Linked DNA regions of Bicyclus anynana: region 2 is linked to region 1. Evidence: chromatin contacts called from public Hi-C data. All regions are on one chromosome and are shown on one strand. Each heading gives the region's core, a stretch centred on a gene start, on an enhancer-like site or on the middle of the called end of the contact. The rest is flanking DNA. Distances are from core to core; before and after follow the strand shown.

Region 1 (7,362 bases), core at 1,870-4,369:
ATTGATTAGATGGACGACTAGCATTAACTTAAGTCTTAAAGAATACCTACATAAGATCTTCGCCGTCTATTCAGAGGACACAGGTTTGCTTTCCGGTGAAGGAAAAACGTCATGTAATTTTATTGACTCTTCATAATGTTGTAAAGGCACAATGACTATATAAATAAAAATATACACCATAACAAATATTCTATGGTTTATGGATTTTTAATGTTGAATTGGATGCAGAGCACAAGAGGTTTATGGAGATGGCAGGAGAAGATGGAAGAACACGATTTAAAAATAGAGATTCAAAAACAAAATCTTAAATCTGCCATGTTCTTAAATCATCATCATCTTAAAAAACTCGTTAGAGTATAGCCGTGCAGATCCGAAAAGAAACTCTACTTCTCTAGGGATTTTTCGTAGGAGGGTGTCGTCGCTGTTGTGAACCGTTGGATATTGAAGCAAAATTACATAATCGTCAATGCTTAGTTTAAGTCATTATAATTATGCTGTTCTTGCAACCATTCTGACGGCGTAAGACGCTAATCAACATGACAGTGAGTCTAAACTAATTAACGTTATCCGTCATGAAAAGAATCACTCACAGCTGATGGGTAAGTTAACAATCGTCCATTCGTTCGAAAGCACAAGTCAATTGTTGACAACATTTTGGTAGGAACTTTTAGGTATACTCCGCGCCAAGAAACAAGTCCCGTAGACGCAGTGCTAATATCTTCATTGCGCTCATTGTCATTTGGTAATGACGATCTTATTGTCATTAGTGTAAGGCGCTGTGAATAGGGATGATCACTAGGTTTGAATATATTGATTTTTATGATACATTCGGGTAAATAGGTTCAATGTTAACTAATTTATACATAAAAAGCAAGGATTGTCTGGATATTTGTAAAATAAATAAGATTATATAAATTCAAATCTATTAAAATTTTTTTTATCGCAATTAGATGAAAATTCATACAGTTTCAGCTTCCTTACATTAAATGTAACATGTTTCAATAAATGAACTATAAACATAAACGCACAAATAACAAAGATATTAGTAATTTTGTTTGGACGCACAAATCTAACGATCAGCGAGCCATCGACGTCACTAATTCGTGCCATTTTGTATGGAGCGTTTTTCAGAGATTCGCGGCAGCGCCGCAAATCCGACCATTTAAACCCCTGTAGCTCCGAAAGTAATGATCGCAGATACCCTGTTACTTTTAGAAAATTGCTTTACTATTAGCATACTCTTAATTTATATACAATTTAAAAAACTGTCATCATCCTTATTGTAGTTCAGGTTTTAGACGCGGGACTTCTTTCGTGGCGCGGAGTATAGGTACCTAGCTAAAGATCTATACTAATCTAATATTTTCTGATTTCCAATGAGCATTTCGAAGTGAGGACATATAAATTAAGTACATAATAGGTACCTACTTAATATAAACCTGAAAATGTAAAACGGCAACTTTACTCAAACAAGTCCGCGGACAAAAGCTATTTAACGATAATGCCACTCTGTCCCGTCGCACTACTACACTGCACACTTTACGGTTTACGGTGAATTTATTTTTCAACGGCCTCCGTCTAAAAGCAGCAGATTTAGCAAATCCTAGTTGTGAGACCGGGGTCGACCACTCTTGCAGACCTACAACACCCTCACCTCACCCACCCCTAATTTTCACTCTTTTGGCCGACAGGGATCTAAATCCCACCTCCGCACCGAAACACCCTAACGCCCTAACCCAGTCACGCGGTTCTGCTCCTAATGTACTCGAGTGTTGGTTCTAGTTTAGCGTAAATTGAATATAACGAGGCCGAGAGCTGTTTCAACGAAACGTCGTCGAGGGTACGCGATATAATACTGTAAAGACACGCAACTTTGGAACCTAATCCACAAATATAAGAGCGAAAATGGCGTGCATGTTAATCTATAACATCAAACACGCACAACTCGCTGCTGGCGAAGACACTGCCACCGGACGGACGAGCCTCAATCCCTTGATAAATCTACACGCACTGTTATAAAACTATACAGTACGAATGTATGTAAGCATTGCAATGACGCATATAGATTGGTGGGCAACGCAAGATGTTTATGCAGTCACGTGGCTAAAGTCTACTACGGTGTGGTAAACAACAACTATAAGAATACTCAACAGTTAACAAGCTTATATGGGTAAGTCACGTTTCCACTTACCACTCGACTAATCATACGACATGTCGACTGTTCTGTTTGCATGTACATGAAGATTATGTAGGTATCTGACTGTAACTGTAGTAGGTAGGTATAACGCCAACAAGACTTGCTAACACTCAATAATTTAACAAACGTTACGTAGGTAGACAGGCATGTCTGCATGCCATAGCTATACGCGGCCTGCCTGCTGCTAGTCGTTAATTTCAATTTGCAACGTAATCTACATCGTCTTTCAACAGTTGCGCGGCGCGTATCTGCCCATATTACGATTACGAATGTGAGATACGAACGAGTACATCGATATCTCATACCTATAGTAAATAGGAACGACGCAAGAGCAGAGCAAAGACAGCACAGCCCGAGGTCGGCCGCCAACAGTCGCTCCGACCCTACGGCTCTCGTGATAAGGCGCACATCGCCTCGCGCGCCCGCTGACCTCACCGCACCGACAAATAATAAATATGTAACACTGATAAAGCTACAGAAGCGTTGACCGGCAAGAGAATCTCGTTCGGCGTATATCTGTCGTGTCCGAGGAGGAATCGTTACGGACGGCTATTTCTGGTGACGGGCCCGTCGGGTGCGTCGGGGACCGGCCGGCCGTCTCGCCTCACGAAGTGCGGCGCGGAACGTTACGCAGAGTAATGAGAAGGTCGCGTGTTACATACCTGCGTGCGGGAGCGGTGGCGGCTGGGCGCGCTGCTCGAACAACAGTCTTGTATGATGGCGCGCGTCGGACTGGCGAGGCGTGGGGCGAGGGCGGCGGCCAGCAGTGCGAGCGTCGCCGCGGCAGCAGTCGCCCGCGCCCCGCACCCCGCGCCTGCTGCACGCCGTGCGTGCGCCCGCCACAGCCGCTGCTGACATCAGCATCTCGGCGACACCGACTCCCGCTTCTAGGCACTCCTCTCCTCATACAAACAGTTGACACCCGAGTAATGTCGACGAACCGAACTTGTTTATTTATACATACACTCGTACATATACGAATTTGTTGATGGCTTTCCTCCAGTCGCGTTTGAAACCCTCGTAACTTTATTTTTAAGTTTTCGAATTTAATTATCACCATTAACTCAACTCATGACCTGATAGTGCTTGTAAACTAAGCTTAATTGAAATAAATGAACTTTACTTTAACTTTATAGAATCTACCGATATAAAATGCTTTTGTCGAGCGATTTTATACGATTCTTTAAACAAATCAATAATCAATTAATCACCAATAATGAGCTTTTTCAAATTCGTTTAGCTAAACGGTAAAGGTGCCGTACTCATTGTCCGAGGGGTGGTGGTTCGATCCCCATCCGCTGGACTATTGACGTACCTATCCACTCCTAGCACAGTCTTTTTCGACTGTTGGTTAGGAATAGTCACATTAAAAAAACCTACAAATATTCTTTTATAAAAAAAAAACTATTATCCTCACACGTAATTGGGGTAAGCCCGGGTAGACCTGACAAATGACATCCATATACAATGACATTATACTTTTAGGTAAGTATATATGTATATATCTACATTACGTTTAGAAGTTCGATGTCGTGTAGAAACCGTAAGGTATGTATTTTCACCTACTCCTCCAAGTTAGCCTTCAATCTTAGTTTGCATCGCTTACCATCAGGTGAGATTGTAGTGAAGGGTTAACTTGAAAAGAATAAAAAAAAATGTCATCCCTATTCCCTATAGGTACTTACGATATATTGTATGTAGTAAACAGAGGTAGAGTTAGGTAACGTATGTACAATACATGTACGGAACGGGTAGGTATGGTTGTCACCTTTACGTGACCCCACAATCCATTTGGGACGCGTTGTTACCTCAAGCAGCTTTGCGCTTTAGTGTCTACATCGGGAAATTATAAAATACTTAACATTTATTCTATAAAAGTTAAAACAAGTAAAGCTTATGCGTATATCACCAGGTAGTTGTCATATAATAAACGTAGAACTGATCATCATTCACAAATTCTATTTAGCTCACTGTTGAGCACGAGTGTCCTCTCAGAATGAGAGTGGTTAGGCCTTAGTCCACCACGCTGCCTGGCCCAATGCGGATTGTAGACTTCACACACGTAGAGAATTAAGAAAATTCTCTGGTATGCATGTTTCCTCACGATGTTTTTCCTTCACCGTTTGAGATACGTGATATTTAATGATACCTAAGTAACAGATGAATTCGTTAAATAACTAACAAACATAGGGAAACAATTTATTTTTTATTATTCACGAAAAACCAACCAATCTAAGCGACATTGTCACCCAAATCCGTCAGACAAGCTACTACGTACGTTTGACTTCGAAAACTCCTCTTTAAGAAAACACATGCTCATTACACTAACATTTTCCAGATGTGGAAATCGAACCCACGTTTTTGGTTGCAGGACAGTACTCACCCCACGTCAAAAAAAAAAATAATTGCAAAATCTATTAATAAGCTATGCTTCTACACTTCTATGAAGTGCATATTGGTCTTTGTGGCGCGCTTTCGGACAAGAAAATAAGAGCAAATTATATCTAAAGATTAGATATACCACACATATAAATAAATTTGAAGTGTCTATCTGTGATTCCAAAATAACTATGTTTTTTCAAGTGCTTAAAGCTGCACAACACTAAAGCATAACCAAGCTTTATTATTCTTTTTGTCTTTCTGTTTATCCGGGCTATTATCTGGAACTTTCACTGGAAGATATAGGAGGTAATTGAGCAACTATTGGCAATTTTTTATTCCGGAAAAATCACGCGGACAAAGTCGCGGGCGTCCGCTAGTATAAAATAAAGAAGGAAAAGACACAGACAGGCGACACGACATGCTGCTGCGGCCGCCCTGATTTGAAAATAAAAATAAATACTTTGGTTAGATGGGTGCTCGCTCACCTGTTAGTGATACTGATATCCACAGATCAAAAAATAATAGGTAGATAGAGCGCACGGAACACGACGGTGTCGTAGCCGTTTCAAATACAAAATTAAAAAACGAAGACATTCTCGAGTCAGTACGATATGAAGCATCGCATCAGTAATTTTTAATATTATTCAAGACAAATTTTTGATATTTTAAAAACTGTTAACAAAAACTAAAGAAATTAGATGGAGTATTTTTTATTGGTAATTATTGATTATTCATTTAATTTAAGTAATTGTTGTTAATGTTAAATGTTGTGTATTTCCAAATTATGAAAAAAGTTTGTATATGCGGATGTCAAGGAGACACTTTACGTTTTTTTAAGTTTTAAGAGTTTCACCGGCTTCACCACGCTACTTGTAAAGACTCATTCTGGATCATCTTTATTCTGTGCTGATATCTTGAATCTTACACAAACACGTTGTACGTTTTGAAGGTCTAATGGCCTGTAAGACATTCGTCATTTCATAAAAGCTGAAAGGTAGGCAACTACTCACATAAGGTAGTAGTGTGGGTTGTCAAACTTTTGAAGGACAACGAGTCAACAATCAGGTAGTCCATCGTGTTCAGTAAAAAAACCATCGCCTGTAGATATAACAGAGCAATATCTCGCAGACCTTACAAGGCAGATCACGGATATAAGAAAACCTATAAACTGTTTATAGCAATAAGGCCGCCTTTGCAAGCTAAGTTTAAATTATTCATTTTTAATATTTATTATTTATTTTTGTATCTTTTGTGTGAATACTGTAATAATTGGGAAATCAGTAATAATTTTTTGCGTTAAAAAAGTTTAACAGTTAAACAACATCATAAAAAGAAAATGGTTTCCATTTATTTCATATGTATACTCGTAGAAGTTTAGTATCTCCGAAAGACCGCCTGCCTTAATAAAATAGCAACGCTTCATATTCATTGATTGAGACAATAGGGAAAATTATCTAAAAAATTTGATAGAAGCAAGAACTTTTTGAGAGCGGCCTATTTTAAAAAAAAATATTTTACTAATAAAAAACTAGAACTTAGAGCATTACAGACTATATCCTCTTATACCCATGGCAACGGGAAATAAACGGGCAAAACCGTGGGGTGTCCGGTTCTACTACTAATATCAAAACATAGGCTCACAAATGTGACGGCCCCTGATGTGGATTTACAAAACGGAGGTCCTGGGTTCGATCCCCGGCTGGGCAGATTGAGATTTTCTTAATTTGTCTAGGTCTGACTGGTGGGAGGCTTCTTCCGTGGCTAGTTACCACCCTACCGGCAGAGACGTACCGCCAAGCGATTTAGCGTTCCGGTATGATGCCGTGTAGAAACCGAAAGGGGTGTGGATTTTCAACCTCCTCCTAACAAGTTAGCCCGCTTCCATCTTAGACTGCATCATCACTTACCATCAGGTGTGATTGTAGTCAAGGGCTAACTTGTAAAAAATAAAAAAAATAAAAAAAGAAAAAAAAAATGTCTCGGACTATGTCATAGAACATCCAGGATTGAATGTTGACCTACTTATAAGAACAGGCCAGAATCTGCGGCTGAATTGAAACCAACGAAGCTACGTATACGTACATATTCGTACACTCGAGCCAACCGTAAGTGTGCCATCGAATAAATTTTATCAAATGGCAGACTCGAAGATAATATGAAGCATCGTTATTTTCATGAATGCTGCAGTTGTAATAAACACAGAACACACAGCACTTAGCTACATAAAAGGAATAAACAAGATTTATTCTTACATAAGTAAATAAGAATAAACCTAGTTTATTTCTTTTTATTTTTTATTTTTTTTTATATTATTAAAAAAATATTAAAATAAAAACATACACACAGCCGAAAATAAAACCGCCTCTATTTTGTAAGTCAGTTAAAAAAAAACTGCATTGTCCATTATTGTATATTCGGATGCAATCGTTAGGACGTTTCGGAACATCGAGCGTTATGCTGCGAAATACAATGTTTTAGGTATTACCGGTTAACAAGGACGCGGCGGAAGGACATCACTCCGCGCGCGACACCCACCCACTCGAAGTTGCTTCACGCGTCTTGATTTAAGCGTACTTTATGTATGACCATCTGGCCTATTTCCTATTAAAATAAAATAAAAAACAAAAAATAAATATAATACAGAATACAAATGTCATCCGGTGCTTTCTGGTAGATATCATTTAGTATGTAGATGACATTTTGTCAATTGATTTGTTGTTTATTTTAATAGGTTGATAATAAATACCAAAATAGTGAATAAGTCAGCTACGCGTAGGAACACC
Region 2 (7,362 bases), core at 1,853-4,352, 42 kb before region 1:
TCCCCTCAAAATCCCTACCCCCTACACAACCCCTACCCTTAAGATCTATAACTGACTCTTTAAACATTTGTATGGGAAATAGAAAAGGGTTGTTTCTATGGTTTTCCCGACAATTATTTTTATTTTACTCATTTTTTAATCCTTCCCTATACCTCCACGAACATTTCAAGAACAAGATAAGATAAATCCATTCAACCGTTCTCAAGTTTTAGCGAGACTAACGAACCGCAATTCATTTTTATAAATATAGATATCTAATTGTTGTGAGATTAATATAGATAAATAACAAATATACCTAATACCTTTCTGAGAATTTCAATATTATATCAACTATAAAACAAAAAAAAGAACAAGCTAATTATAATTATTATTAGGTGTGAAATGAGTAGAGATTTATACCCTCATTTTTTAAATGTATTGTTGGTAAACAGTAAACAGTTGGTAAACATTGAGTAGGGGTGTAGTATAGGTTATGTTATAACAGTTTATCTTCCTATAAGTTTTTGTTTGTTTGTTTTCGAAAATGTCATAAACACCGCCTAAAAGTGTCGCTTACGCGCTTATTCGAGCCCTGCTTGTTGTTTATTATCTGTTTTATTTTCCTAACACCTCAAAATTTACATTTACACATGACGTGCTTGTGTGTTGTCTATGTAACGCAAGAAGTCACTTTGCACGTCTTTCTTATGTAATGATAGTATAAAATTATCATTGTTCTTATGTACCAGACAAGCACGTTGTGAATCTGTTGTAGGGCCAGCTGAAAATATTTTATACTAGCAGAACTTCGCGGTTCCATCCGCGTATTTCCCATTCCCGTAAGAATACGGATATAAAGTATAGCCTGTTACTCGCTGATAATGTAGCTTTCTATTGGTGAAAGGATTAAATCGGTAATTTTTGAGTTTATTCATTATATACAAAAATACGAATCTTTTTATAATATTAGTGTAGTGTAGACTTACACTTTATAATAGACATAGTCGGATGCAATTTTTATGACGTGTCGGAAATAAGCTACGCGCAAGTCATACATAAAGTCACGAGCGACGCGTGAAGCGCGAGATGATGCCCTGCCGCAGCCCTCCTACGTTACCGGTGATACCTAGAATATTGTATTGGACAGCTTATCTAACGCACGATGTTCCGGAAAGTCATAAACATTGCATCCGACTATAATTCTCCATCCCCGTGATCTCATTTTATAATCTCGAAACTAAAATTCAAAACATATTTGCCGGGTCATGTGTTCTATAGACAGTCATAGTAAGTGACGTAGTTTAAAAGAGCTAAACTAAAGGATAAACCGGTAACTTTATTTTTCATTAATTTTTAACCGACTTCCAAAAAGGAGGAGGTTCTACGTTCGGCTGTATGTATGTTTTTTTATTTACATTCTTGTGGAAAAAAACTGATTATTTATAACGAAACACTGACCGAACCTGGTACCGCTTTGCTTGACTGCAGTGTTCTTATCACTGCGTTGTGAAGGTTTAATCGCGTAATATCTACACCCATATCTGAGAGATTATGTACGCTGTACGCGGTCTATCTGACAACGTTGTGCACAAATAAAAAAATATACTACCTACTTACACCAGTATGTTATAAATACACCGAAATGCACTTAGCACTCATATAATACCAACTCACTATACAAAAGGCTGAGCGTTTTTTCAATTCAGGCTAAACGTTAGTGCATAAGCACTAATAAATAGTAGCATTATACGATCAAGTGCTTATTGTCAAAACAATAAACAACATAACACTTTAATGTTTTGAACAATCAAAACATTAAAGCGACAGCTGTTTGTAGGGACACTGATAATTGCATGCACGTAATGCAGACGAATAGCGTTGGTAGATACGACATGCATAGCTATAGCGAGATGATGCAAGACCGCGCGAGGGGCCGAGTGGAGTGGAGTGCAGTGTCGCTCGGTAAAGCCGGAGTGATAAGAGGCGTGACGTCACCGACCACTGCGGCCCCGGGCGCGGCCTCCCGCACTCGCGAGTGCGGAGTGCCGACACTCACCGACGCGGAGTGCGAGGACTGCGAGTCTCCGCTCCCTTCCTCCTCCTTGAGAATGAGCGCGCTGGCGTCGTCGCCGCCGGCGGGCAAGTCGCTGGCGCCCACCCGGTTGCGCCGCCTGCTGGAACCCGTTTGGCCGACGGGCGGCGTGTGGTGATTCATTTCGTGCACCGTCAGACTCTGCCGTATGTCCGCCGTGAAGTTGCACATCGAACAGTGAAAACTTCCGTTGCCGCCGTGGTTTTTCATATGTCGATCCAAGTTCCACTTGTAAGGCGTGCGAAAATCACACATAGTGCACTTTATCATCGGCATAGAGTGATATTTAACATGTTTCGTATATCTCGCTCTTATGTGGGTGACGTAGTTGCATTTGCTGCAGGGAAAGAAATTGGTCCTTTCCGTCGCGGCCTGGTCCGGCGCGGCGTCGCTTGCGCCTGCGCCTTCGGAGTCGAACGTGCGCTCGAGTGCCTCTTCGTTGCAGTCCTCGACGTCTATCTGCATGTCGTCGCACTCCTCCACTTCCTCGAGCAACTCCTCCATCCTCTCCACCGGCTCGGGGGTTTCCAAAGCGGGCGGTGCCGCTCCCAGGTCCTTGGCCGGGGTGGACTCGTGGACCATCTTTATGTGTCTCGTGAGTTTCTGTTGATGCCGAGAAGCGTAGATACAATAGGGGCAGTCGTAAATCTTGAGTCTCTCGAAGTGCACGTCGCGAGTGTGCACGAGATAGGCGCGCGGGTTCTGCGTGTAGAACGTGCACTTCGTGCAATTGTAGTTCCGCTTTATCTTGCACTGCGGCAGTTCAAAATCTTCAGCGGCGTCCGAGGAGGCCTCCGAAGACGCGTCGCCGAACAGGCGGCCTTCGAGGGGGCGCACGAGAGTCGCGACCTCGCCGAGTTGCGCGCTCTGCGGCGAGGACATCTGTTGTAGCATGCCTCCGCTGCAACAAAACAATGCTCGACGTCGGTTAAGCGTTCCGAGACGAGGGTCCGCGCTCGGCGGCTCGGCGCGGGGTGCGGCGGGTCGGGGGCGGGCGGGGTCGTGCACCGAGGAGCGCGCTGCGACGGCCGCGTGTGCGGAGCGCGAGAACGTCGCCGGCAGAATGAGGCGGCTCACGGCTGGCGGCGAGTGGCGAGGCGACCGCGAGCGCGCTGGCGGCTGCGGCCGAGGGCGCGTGGGCCGCGGGACGGGCGGAGGGTCCGTCGACCGGCCGCAGTCCGCACTGCTGCTCCCGTGTTTTTCATCCTCCTCGAGCGAGCGCGGTTAGGGGAGTCGACGCAGCAGGCGACCTCCGCCGAGGCATTCCTCGACGATAACATCGACGAATTACGTAAAAATGTGTCCGAACCGCAAACGCAATTACTTGATGTTGCTCGCTGGTTGTGATGATTTAAGCGCACGCTACAGAGGCCTACCTACAGTTATAGTCTATGCACTTATACTAACTCAACCAGGAATAGAACAACGCTATTGAACTATTCCTAACATGTGTTGGGTGTCAACCAGTTGCAACCTAACACATTCTTAGGAAACAATATCACGAACGAAATGAAACATTTAGCTACCTACATAATTAGCTATTTACGCATGCACCTATAAGCTACTTATAATCCGGGTACTTAAATCATTTTAACATCAAACATGTTTGGCAAGCACCTACTGTTTGAGGTGGATGACCCTTATTAATGCAACGTGACACCTCGCCACCTATGAACAAATACCTAATTGGTGTTTTCAATGTAATCGTAAGACGTCAAAATAAGTCTCATAAGTTTTAGCAAATTAGATGGCGTTGATGTCTTTTTCTGCCAAAAAAGTCGGATTTAGGAAAAGTTGCGGGTCACCCACACTCATACAATACAATAATATTGTCAATAAAGTAGGGTAACGTTGCCTAAAGTCGTATTCTGGCAATATTATGTTCATTAACGAGCACACATACAATCAATAATATTGTCAATGTATATATGAGTTACTAAGGAAATAACACAGTCATATTGCTGTAGAACGGCATTAGGTCACCTTACCCGACATAATTATTGTCAATAATATTGACAATACTATTGTGTGTGGCATCCTTTAACACCATAAGGTGGCATCTAAGTCAAGCAAATAGACATTAGGAACAACATATAGGTAGGATGCAACACGTCATTTTCTTCAGTGTCTGATTCCAGTAATTCTGCCGCTCTAGCCATGTTATATTTCGATTCTCTTTCTACGAACTACTACTACTAACTACGAAATTTAAAAAATGTATATGGGAATGATGAATGTGATCCGATTTATTAAGAATGATCACGTCACCTATAGATAATGATAGTAAATCCTTACATTTTCGAAACGATAGCGTTTGTAGAAACAGAATCGATTTAACACATGGCTATGGCGGCTGTAGATTTTGCTGACGCGTTTCCGCGGGAATGGGAACTACGCGGGGTGTCCGCTAGTACTTACCCGTAGTATACATGTAGGTAGGTAGATATATTTTTTAACTTGGCACGTGAATACACTTACATACACACAACCACACGGTGGAGATACTTTTCACTGCTCTTCATCAAAAACGATATACGATTTCACAGGGCTAAACATTTAATAACTCAGTTTCTATTTATAAAAATACCTCGTACATAATGGGTCTTTTTAGCCCCTTGTTTAACATTATACTATTTGTAGCCTCGTTGGTTCTGTGATTAGCCTAAATGGCTATGAAATGCTGAGCTTTTCTATCTTTTTCAGTTAAACTTTCCAGCCCAGAGTTGGCCTAAGAGACGCCGTGCTTCGGAGAGCACGTTAAGGCTACAGGGCTCGTTATTATTATTATTATTCATTGCTATTTAAAGAGTGATCGTTAATATTAAAACTGTGTTGTAGGATTACTGGGACCTAGTCTTCGGCGGCGAAGACGCTGTGTTGTAGGATTACTGGAACCTAGTCTTGGGCGGCGAAGACACTTCTTGGTATTGTGCTAAATGATGTCAATTGTCATGTCATCTTCAAGGACGTTTTTGGGTCGACTCTAGTTATTGGCGTTGCGGTCAGAGGTGTGATTGCAACTCTCAACCGTTAATTGGATGGGGTGGGTGGCTACTCTCTCAGTTTTTCGAGAATTTTTCTATGTACTGGGCTATTGTTGGAAGATTTAAATATCTGTGGAGGTCGTTATTTTGTACGAACCACGGGCATTCCGGGGTCTGTCGCATGTTTTTGAGGTCATGTTTTTGAGGTCTTGCAGGGCGCCTTATGATGGTGGACAAACAATACACTAGCGTAAGTTATTACCGGATGGATTTGGATAGTGGTCTTATTATGACTCTCAACTTGGAGAGGAGGGACAGTATGCTCTTAGCGCAAATCTGTATGCATGCAGTATGCTCTTAGTCAAAATGGGATTGCTCTCTTTTTAGGGTTCCGTAGTCCAGAAGGTTCCCTTATAGTTTTGCCATGTCCGTCTGTCTGTTCGTCCGTCCGCGGTTTAACGCAGAGACGCACTACTAAAAAGCTGTAAATCAGCATGTATATTAAAAATATAAACAAATTCGTAAAGTATTATCTTGAAAAATATTTAGTACCTTCCCTACATGTAAAGTGGGAAGTTTTTTTTACTCGTTTATTTCATAGCGAGGGGTATCGTTGCCTAGATCTTTGAAAGATATGAGGGGTATGGATATGTATTTTAATTACGTCTATAAAACTGTAAAAAATAATCTACGGAACTCTACTCTGCGCGTGCCTGCTAATCCTGGCAAGACAATACCAATTTAATATACAACAATAATAATATACTTCTATTAGCAACTGTTAATTACAAGATACCAGTGGATAGTTAAACTGGCAATCATGAACGAGATGGCGATTTTCAAAGGCATGTTTTTTCAAATATCGTTTTTTAGAGTTGGTGTTTGGCGACTCATTATATCTTGTAGAAAATACATTAATTACGATTTTCACACTTGAAACCTGCATTTTTTTATGTCTACGCTTTCCTAAGCCATTCGTCTGAATGCGATGGACCTTGCGAAGGTGGCCCATAAAAAATAAAAAAGTAAAGATTTCCATATCTTATATTTTTAGATATTCTTACGTCTAACGCATCTCGTGTTCATCTAGTTTAATGCATAGATAATATGATCATATTATATTTTTTATTTATTTATCTAGATTATTATTATCATACAATGAGTATTATCAACCGAATTCTCAATAAAAATGTTGCGATGGCGCGATACGTTCTTGATTTCCTCTTAGCGCGCAAATTTATTTACGACGTCCTACAAAGTTTTCAAAACTTACAAATACCTACCTATACAGCTTTTGCCAGCGCCTTCATCTTGAGTGCCTACAATAACCAATTCTTTGAAGTAACGATATCGTTACTATAAAATATAAATATAGAATACTAACAGACGTCCCGCGACTTTCCCTGCGTACTTTCCGTTCCTGTGAATATACACAAATAAGGTGGATATCGATTGGTCAAAGAATTTTCAAAATCGGTTCAGTAGATCTCTGAGATTACCCCAACAACCTTAGAAAATTTATCTGTTTATAAATATAGCATAGAAAATAGATCCTAGATCACTAAATGTAAGCGAAATTCCTTTCAAAATAGATTTTACCAGAAGAATTCAGGCGGGTATCAGAAAGTTTTCAAAAGTCCTTGACAATAGGTTAACGTAAAGCCTTTTATCTCGAGTTTATAATTTATTAAAAGTGGCAGTCTACTTTAAAATTTGCACAACTTACTTTCTTAGTTAAAAATATACTGTTTACGACTTTTATTGCCATTGGAACAACTTAAAGGCTAACCGATACTGATAGGTATTCTGTATTATAATTCGCGTCAGTTTTAAAAATCATAGAATAAAATATTAGGAAATTACACATAATTATCACATTAAAAAGTGCCTAAGTCACAAATTTTAATAAAAAGATATTTGAAGAAATAAATATCTTTTGAACTTATATAGAATGTTTCCACGTCAAAAATTATTAATTCATCATATTCAGATATATTTTTCGGTGGTCTACGCTATGATAAAGCAAGCATCCTAGACTCGAGCAAGTGACTAACATTACTTAAAATTCGAATGCGCGTTGCTCGAAGCACTCGCCGTATAAACTCCAAGCAGCTGGCGGACGTCCTGGTGAGACCGGCACCGGGCGCGCGGGGGGCGAGCGGCGCGGGACGGGGGGCGTCAACAGACAACTTGACAAGTCAGCGGCAGGAAACGGCCGGAGAAGGCATCCCAGCGAGCACAATGAGCGACGGCGCGCCACAGGGGGAGCCTTGGCAATCGATATGGCGTCGCTACTCGCTAAGGTCC

The links. Hi-C and Micro-C count contacts between places; a contact is called where the count stands out from the background.
Region 2: a contact with region 1 is called in a Hi-C map of whole body, with 3 times the contacts expected there. The contact joins the enhancer-like site here to the promoter of LOC112058272 in region 1. A contact is called at or near these places in 2 of 2 Hi-C or Micro-C datasets (whole body and whole larva).

The regions. Positions count from the first base shown.
Region 1 is chr3:13,357,158-13,364,519 of ilBicAnyn1.1, reverse strand. LOC112058272 reads right to left here and starts at 3,119. Exons shown (of 5, transcript XM_024098983.2): 1 at 2,860-3,119. The coding sequence starts at 3,104.
Region 2 is chr3:13,399,056-13,406,417 of ilBicAnyn1.1, reverse strand. LOC112058272 reads right to left here. Exons shown (of 5, transcript XM_024098983.2): 2 at 2,036-2,972. Among protein-coding and RNA genes, the nearest start is that of LOC112058273, 15 kb to the left of the region's middle. Within about 2 kb of position 3,102, at least 8 of the 8 cell types and tissues checked have open chromatin away from gene starts, as enhancers often do.